Linked DNA regions of Ovis aries: region 2 is linked to region 1. Evidence: chromatin contacts called from public Hi-C data. All regions are on one chromosome and are shown on one strand. Each heading gives the region's core, a stretch centred on a gene start, on an enhancer-like site or on the middle of the called end of the contact. The rest is flanking DNA. Distances are from core to core; before and after follow the strand shown. Region 1 overlaps INPP5D (inositol polyphosphate-5-phosphatase D). Region 2 holds the start of INPP5D (inositol polyphosphate-5-phosphatase D).

Region 1 (4,288 bases), core at 634-3,133:
TGTTGTTTTAGCTACCTTGGCAAACAGAATCTGTCTTTTCCATGGCATTTTCTGGTTAGGTTTTGCTGGCGTCTGTGTTTTGACTTTTGTAGGATGGGCGTGCATAATCTTTCTGAGTTACTGAATTCAGTAATTCAGCAATTCTGAATCAATGATTATGAGTTTTAATCAGTTTTTGAATGCGTTCTTTTGACATCCCTGGGTACATGATCTTGTATACATGATACTGTCTCTTGTATACATGATTTGTCTCTTCTCAATACGAGTCATTTGCAGGGAGGGAAGTTGCTTTGGCTTGTTTCATGTCGCCTGGGACCTACGGTGAAATGATGTACATTAGTGGGAATGACATTCCCCGTTTGTCTTGCTTCTAATTTTGGAGGATGCTTCTGCTCTGGAAGGAGGATGCATAACAAAGACAAGGAAATAAAAATTCAATAAAGGGAAAAAAGGCCCAAAATGCCAGTGCCAAGAAGGGACCTACCAAACAATGCCCAAACTGGAATGGCAGAGTGGATGGGGTACTGACAAGCATTGCCACGGTGTCGGTGCCCAGGAGGGTCTTCTCTGTACCCCAGCCCCTTGCTCTAGATCACTGAGCTCTGGTTTGACCTGGTTCTGTCTGTCATCCAGCATATTTGAGATGCCTCCTAGCTTGGTGGTAGCCTCACAGTAATAAATCTACTTCCTGGATCCTAATTGAAATTGCTGATGTAAATGAAAGGGAGACCCCAATAGCAGCAGAAACCTATGTCCAGACTGACGCTGGTGTCTTCTCCGCTTAGCCAGTATTCCTCCATGTGGTTCTTAACAAAAGATCACCAATGAAGATCACAAAATACTTTATTGAAATCTATGTAGATTATACCAGAGAGCACAAACTGGCAGCCCCTGCACTGGATTTGGTGCTCTCTTTGCCTGACATTTTTTTTTTAATTATGATTTTTTTAAAATTCAGAGATTTTGGAAATTCCCTGGTGGTCTGGTGGTTAGGATTTAGCGCTTTCACTGCCAGGGCCTGGGTTCAATCCCTGGTTGGGGAACTAAGATCCCGAGAGTCACACAGCATGGGCAAAAAAATAAATAAATAAATAACAATAAAAATAATTTTAAAATATGGAAATTCAGAGATTTTACATAATACTGAATTTTTAGCTTCCCTAGAAAATTTGGAAGCTGACAACCTGAGACCCACATGACCCTGTGTGATGTCCCTGGAGCCGAGTGGAAGCTCCCACCTTTCACAGAGGCATTTCACTCTAATATGTCACAGTCCCCACCTCCCTACTGTCTCACTCCCAGCCATCTCCTCTCGTTTATATCACCTGCCCTGCCTCTGTAGGCAACTGAGCCATAATCTCTGTCAGATGCAAGAAACGATCTAGTTCATCAGGCTAGCAAACATAAATTGACCTTCTACTATGTTAACAGTAGCCAGCTTGGTCTCTTCCCAGTGACCTCCTGCTGGCTCCAAGGGTCGCCCCTTGCTTTAGTGTGTCTTACAAACCATGCTGTCAGTAAGCTGATCTAGCATCTCACCTGGGGTGGATGCCAAGCTCACTCAACTGCAAACCACAAAAGAATCCATCCTGCCCATTGTGCGCATCACAGCTTCCGGTCCTTGCCTCTTTGTCCTTCCCCACCACTGAGCTCTCTCAGTGGACTTCTCTTCCTTCCTTGGAATGAGGCTTGGATTCTATAGAAGCAGGCATCGTTGCATTCCCCCTTTCTGCCCAGGGCTTCAGTCTCACGGTGGAAGGGTGACTTTGTCACTTCCTCAGAGCATCAGGAGCCTGCAAACGGTGACTTTCGGTTCCTCTGCAGGGCAGATGTTTACCCCGAGCTGCCCATCCACTCCTGTCTGCCTGCCCTGAGCCACTGTCCCCCAGAGGTCGAGGGTGAGCCCCGCTGGGGGCCTGGACGGCCCACACGTGTCACCGTGCCCTGCCAACCACAACACTTTGCTCTTCTTCCTTTTCAGCGTCTCCTAGCTTCAGGCGATCCCACCCCCCCCACCCCCCCAGCAAGGCAGGCTGAAAGCTTCCTGTTTTGATCTGTGCCTTTGCCATCTTCATTACAAAGTGTTTTTTTCCTCACTGAGCAGTAATCTCCTCTGCTTTCCCACCAAGAAACGTTAACCATCTGGTGTCGACGGTATTTCTTCCTGATCCAGCGTCGCTTCCAGAGATCTGGGCCACGCAGAGGGTGAGGCACGCACGTGTGCACAGGAAGCCAGTCCTCTAAGAACTGAGAGAATGATTTTGCTAGTGATAAATGGCACGGGGCCCCCTGCATTGGCAGACGTTTGACAGCCGGCTCTCCAGGGAAGAAAGCAAAGCCCTGGTCTGCAGTGTTGGCCAGTTTCCGTGGCGTGAATGCTCTCACCAGCGCCTCCACCATAGTGGAATCATTTAACAACAAGCTCTTGGGATTCCGGAAAAAAATTGGCTTTTGAGCCAGAACAAATAGGCACAGGTGGGCCTCAGCACATCCCTGGTCCGTGATAAACTCATGCTGGCTATTGCCCAGCGAGGTCTGCTGCCTCTGGGACCACAGATGTCTTTTTTTTTTTTCTTCCTTTCTTTCTTTTTTTTTTTTTTTTAACTACACCAGGTCTTAGTTGCAGCATGCAGGATCTTTAGTTGGGGCATCAGGATTTTCAGTTGTGGTGTGCAGGATCTAGTTCCCTGACCAAGGCTAGAACTCGGGCCCCCTGCATGGGGAGCACAGTCTTAACCACTGGACCAAGGCAAGTCCCTGCGACCAAGCGGCACACTCAGTCTCTTAATCGCGTCTGACTCTTTGCGACCGTTTGGACTGTAGTCCACCAGGCTCCTCTGTCCTTGGGATTCTCCAGGCAAGAATATTGGAGTGGGTTGCCATTTCTTCCTCCAGGGGATCTTCCTGACCCACGGATCAATCCCACATTTCCTGTGTCTTCTGCCTTGCAGGCAAATTCTTCACCCACAGAGCCACTGGGCAGGTTCGCCTGGAACCATAGATGTCTTAATTAGAGACTCCTGTAACTTGTTAGGGCTCAGACAGATTAATAATCACTTCCACTTTACTTAGAGCCCATTTAATCCCCAGACCCTCATTTATACATTATTTCAATTCAGTTTTACTCATTCCTTTTCATCACATTTGGAGAAGATATTTTTTCCTACCTAACTCTTGTTAATTTTTCATTCCTCTGAGCTTCAGCTTACTCATCTGAAAAGCAGGAGTTGATACTGTATTAATTAGCATATTCAACACCGAGCAGATACTCCCTTGATGATAGTGGAGCCATGTTCTGGACTTATTATACAAACCCATTTTAATACCTGGCTGAGTAGATCTGAGAATCCTCATTCATGAACCAGAAAACTGCCTCAGCCTTAGATAGATGAATGCCATTCTCCAGGCCTTACAGCTACTGAATGTTGGAGCTAAGGTCTGAATTTGTGACTGTTGTGGTCTGTTTTTAAAAGATTAGCTGCAAGAATTAAAAATATGAGATTGCTATCAAAGAATCTATATTTTAATCTTTCCTTGAATGTTTTGAAATTTTGGCAACTCTTGGGAATCTAACTGGAGCTCAGCAGAAGCTGGTCCCTTTCAGCGGACATTTCTCCCTCGTGCCATAGTCCCCACCTCACCCTAGGGTCTCACACCCTGCCTACTTTACTCACACATCGGGCTTCAGATTTCGTGCATTTTCTTTCGGGCCACACTGCTTTCTAACTGAATATTACTTCCTCTTGCCACTTTTCCCTTCCCATTTGACCAAGGAGGAAACTGAGACCCAGAAGATTTTGGTAATTAGTTCAGGTCAAATCAGAAAGGCCACAACAAAGTACCCAACTTTTGCAATCAGATTACGTGATCAAAGCCACAGCGCCTTCTCACTATAAAGCCGAGTCTTCACAAACTGTTTTAATCCCTCCTAGCCCCACAGTGCGCTTGCACAACCCTCCCTTTAACAGGCAACCACTGAGTGGGTGTCTTTGTATCTGAATAGGTTCTTACAAAATACATACTGCTGTTGGGCATGCATGCATTGTCAATGTGCTGAGTGATACCCGAGTCCTCATTCTCTTTTCTACTCTCTCCTCCAAAGGACCCTTGCATGTTGCTACATACACATCCAGTCTGCTCCTAGCTGCTGCATAACACCCCCTTGTACACCTTGGCCACACTCTGCCCATCCACTCTCCCCATGATGGGCACTCAGTTCCCCCAAGGCCTCTCCACCACAAAGAAACCTGTGATGACCATCCACGTAGGTGGCCCGAGGTAAGCCCTG
Region 2 (4,288 bases), core at 1,254-3,753, 40 kb before region 1:
TTTTCACTCTCCTCTCTCACTTTCATCAGGAGGCTCTTTAGTTCTTCTTCACTTTCAGCCATAAGAATGGTGTCATCTGCATATCTGAGGTTATTGATATTTCTCCCGGCAATCCTGATTCCAGTTTGTGCTTCATCCAGCATGGCATTTCACATGATGTACCCTGAATATAAGTTAAATAAGCAGGGTGATAATATACAGCCTTGATGTACTCCTTTCCCGATTTGGAACCAGTCTGTTGTTCCATGTCCAGTTCTAACTGTTGCCTCTTGACCTGCATACAGGTTTCTCAGGAGGACATGACAGGATGGACCCTAAAAATTCAGGAACATGGATGACATGTGTGTGTCTTGTATGTTCTGTGTGTGTCTTGTATGTGTTGTGTGTGTTAAAGCGAAACCACACTGGACCAAATGGCAGGGACAGTGCTGCTGGCCACCCCGACCCTGCTGAACTATGGGACTCAGTGGGAACAGGGGTGGGAAGGAGAGTTGGGGGAGATCGATGTAAGTGGAAGGGTCTTGGATGGGCTAGAGGGTAGATAAGTGGATAAGCTGGTGAAGGTGCTACAGGGCCAGCACTGTGGGCAGATCCTCCTGAAGGACCCTGGAGGGACCCAGGGGCTTCGAGGGAGCAAGCTGGCAGAGCTCGGCAGGGGAACGGGGAGTGTATGGTGGGAGCATCCCAGGAGCAGGTCTCTTAGCTCCACCTCAGTGGCCCCATACCTAGCTCAGCCTTGATACGGGCTTTCTGAAGGCTCAGGAGTTTCTTCCTTGGGTTCAGACGGAGGAGCAAGGGAGGGGATATTGGTGGGGGGAGGGAGGGGGCAGTGGTAGGGAAGGGGAAGCTCAGAGCAGCTGGGGGAGGAGCTGGCTTTGAGGAGGTGAATGTGGGGACCAGGGAGTTTGCTGGGCTAGGTTTCCAAAAGGAACTGCCTTTAGAAGCCAAGAAGGCCTGCCGGAGCACGGCCACGCCTTGACCATGCCCATGCTGGAGACGACCCTGGAGATGACCCCACAGGGGTAGCAGCCCACCTTCTGGGGCCCCTTTAATGGGCCCAATTTCCCCCGCCTCAGGCCTGAGTTGACCATCTCCTCCCCGCCCCCCGCCCCTCCCCTCTTCCCTCAGGCTGGAGGCGGAGCCCAGGTCCAGGATTCAGGAAGCAGAGCCCTTAGCTTTGCTTTTCAGAATCAACTGTTGCGGGTGGCAGGCACTGGGGGCTCCCGGCACACGTGAGCTCCTCTGGGGCTGCTCTCCTTCAGGTGGAGAACAGGAAACCGAGACCAAGAGGGAGAAGGAACTGACCAGCTCCTGCACCTCGGATGCAGAGGACCCGATTCGAGTTGGGGCTTGCCTGGCCCTGGTGCCTGGATGCGGCTTCTTCTGTTATGTCACGGGGCTGGCTGAGGGCTGAGACAGGACCAGGGGTCTTGTGCAATAGGTCGGCACCTGCCCCTTCACCCTGGGGCACTGACCCAAGCACTAAGGGCTCCCCGTCTGGGGTCCAAGCATGGTGCCCACTTCAGAGCCCTCAGAGCCTGCTGATCCTGGATGGTGGTCCCCACCTCCCCAAAGGCAGCCCTCACTTTGAGCTGTGGACCAAGGTAACCATGCCTGGCCACCTCTACCTCCAACTCCAACTCTACCTGAGATGTGGGACTCAGGAAGGAACGCCATCCTTGCCAGGTGGCCAACTTGCCCCAGGGATAGGGGGACATGCGTGAGTGTCCCAAGTGTCCCAGAAAGTTCCAGAGGTGTCAACCTGCAAAAGGTCCATGTCCCGAGAGTCCTCCCAGCTCCCTCTGCGTGTCCCTAAGCTGGGCTACAGGGGTCAGGCACATGTGCTGCCCTGGAGAAGGGCTGCCACGGGCTCCCACATACCCGCCGGCCCCCACAATGGGTATAAAAGTGTTGCAGAGCTGGCCCCGGGGAGCTCCCGGGTGGTGTCGCCCAAGGTCTTCCCAGCTCCCAGGGCTGAAAGGTGCCCAGGTGTGTCTCAGTATGAGTAGGGGGCTCGGCTGGTACCCACCTCGGCGGGGGTAGTGGGGCAGGCCTCAGCCCCAGTTGAGAAGCCCGACCCTGTGAGCCTCCGACCTGCGGGCATGTCAGAGGGAGTGGACAGGGAGGTGGAAAGCTCAGGGGTAGGGCAGAGGGCTGGGGTGGGCGTCCTCGGCGTGGCAGCCCCACTCGGGGCATCGGGTCATGGGTCCCAGAATGGCCAACCCTTGGGCCTCACTCCTTCAGAGGCTGGCCCTGAGCCTCCTGACGCCAGAGGAGCTGATAGATTCCCCTAGGAGGACTCGAGCTGATATTCCCCATGCCAGGGACCAAGACCCATTAAAGAAGGGAGCCGGGGGTGGGGGACACGGCAGGGCTGGGGGTGGTGGTGAGAGGGAGGGGCAGCAGGCCGTGAGGGGGGAGGTGGAGGACTGTCTTGCTTGGGCTCTGCAATGAGGAAGTTCTCTGCAGCTCAGCTTCCTTTCCCTTGCCGAGTGCCTGAAACAGGAAGTCGGCCAGTGAGCGGTGGCGGCGGCAGCAGCAGCTGGGGCGACTGAGAGGGAACCCACGGGGGTCCAGCGCAGGAGCGCCCAGCTCCCCCGTCGGCGCGGTGTCCGGTCCAGTGGTGAGGCCGCCGGGCCCGGCCCCGGGGACACCCGCGCCCGCCATGGTCCCCTGCTGGAACCATGGCAACATCACCCGCTCCAAGGCAGAGGAGCTGCTCTCCAGGACGGGCAAGGATGGGAGCTTCCTCGTGCGTGCCAGCGAGTCCATCTCCCGGGCCTACGCCCTCTGTGTGCTGTGAGTACCCGACCTGCCCACCCCGGCCCGGCCTGGCAGCGGAGGTGATGGAGGTGCCGCTTGTGCACAGGGCAAGCTGGCTCGGGGCACGTTGGGGCCCCTGCCCTGGGTTGGGGTTGTTTCTGTGTCCAGCGACCTTGCGCTTCCCAAGTTTGTTAGTGGGTCCAGCTGAGGCCCGTCGGGGGACCTGCTTGGCCCTGGAGTTGGGGTTTTGAGAGCAGGAGCCCTCCAGGGCTAGCCTGGGATCTGGGCCACACACCCCAGCGACCAGCAAGCAGCAGGGCCAGGGGCTTCCTTGAGGTTCCAGGGACCAAGGGGGTGGGGGGCGGGTTGTCCAGGGCCTGTGAGCCGGGCGGAAACTCAGGGCTCCGTGGTGGTGGGAGTGTTAGAAAGCAGCTGGGTCAGTTCAGGTGTTGGTCAAAGATGCCCAGTTGGGAAACCCTCCTGGAAGAACAGAAGTGGGAAGCGGGAACCCTTCCTGTGCCAGAGTATGGGCCTTTGGAGGAAGCTGTTGTCTGGGGAGCTGTGAAGACGGGGAGTCGCTCAAGAAAGGATCAGAGGCTGTATCTGGGGCCCTGGGAACAGAGCAAGTCATGTTACCTACAGCAGGAGCCACTTCTCACCCGTCCAAGGCCCTCAGCCGTGTCCCCGCCTTTTGAGGCCTGTCGGCCACCGTCGACTGCCCCCCCCCCGCCCCCAGCTCTGGGATGCTGCTGAATGCACCAGTTGTCCTAAAACTGGGGAACCGGCCACTTGCTGACGGTTCCTTTTTGTAACACCCTTCTCCACCAATGTCTGAGAGAGGCCCTTGGCCCTGCCACTCTGCCACCCTGCGGTCTAACCATGCCCGCTGGGGCCTCGGGCATGATGGGGGAAGGGCACGTTCACCTGCACTGCTGAGGTAGCACCCCTGGGCTTGCGGAAGGGTCCCTCTGAGCAGGCAGACCCTACCACCATCCATGCAGGAGGGAAATGGGTCATGGACCACAGACTGTATTTGGAGCTTGTTGAGTTTGAGCATTTGTCTGTGTATCAACCTATTTCAACCTCGTGAAAATCTGAAGTGCAGGTCCTTTTGTTGGCCGCTTTTGCAGATGAGGAAATTGAGGCTCAGACGAGTTAACCGAGCGATGACAAAGTCAACAATGTCCGTCCCCAGAGGCTGCACCCAGGCAGACAGATGGCTGCCACCCCAGTCCTGTACCTGTCAAGCCGGTGTGAGCCTGGGTTCCAGTGGCAGCGAGAGAAGCCAGGGTGTTTACCGGGGTCAACTGGGAGTGTTTAGAAATTAACCCAGGCTTTTAGCCGGCCACCTGGCCCAAGGTCTGACTGCATCAGAGCCTCGCCCTCCCGAGGCCAGCTTCTTGAGCCCCCAGTTCTCACACCCGGGGTGGGGGGAAAGGGAAGCAGACCCAGTCTTCCCCACAGGCACAGCCCCTCTGTAGAGACAGGGCGTAGAGACAGTGGGGACATCCTGCTCTGTCTCCCC

What was found. Hi-C and Micro-C count contacts between places; a contact is called where the count stands out from the background.
Region 2: a Hi-C map of blood shows a contact between it and region 1, with 3 times the contacts expected there. The contact joins the promoter of INPP5D here to the enhancer-like site in region 1. A contact is called at or near these places in 3 of 16 Hi-C or Micro-C datasets (all in blood).

The regions. Positions count from the first base shown.
Region 1 is chr1:7,862,011-7,866,298 of ARS-UI_Ramb_v3.0, reverse strand. The region is part of intron 2 of INPP5D (inositol polyphosphate-5-phosphatase D); the gene reads left to right. Among named protein-coding and RNA genes, the nearest start is that of INPP5D, 41 kb to the left of the region's middle. Within about 2 kb of position 1,883, at least 13 of the 54 cell types and tissues checked have an H3K27ac peak or open chromatin away from gene starts, as enhancers often do.
Region 2 is chr1:7,902,962-7,907,249 of ARS-UI_Ramb_v3.0, reverse strand. INPP5D (inositol polyphosphate-5-phosphatase D) reads left to right here and starts at 2,503. Exons shown (of 27, transcript XM_027967486.2): 1 at 2,503-2,799. The coding sequence starts at 2,666.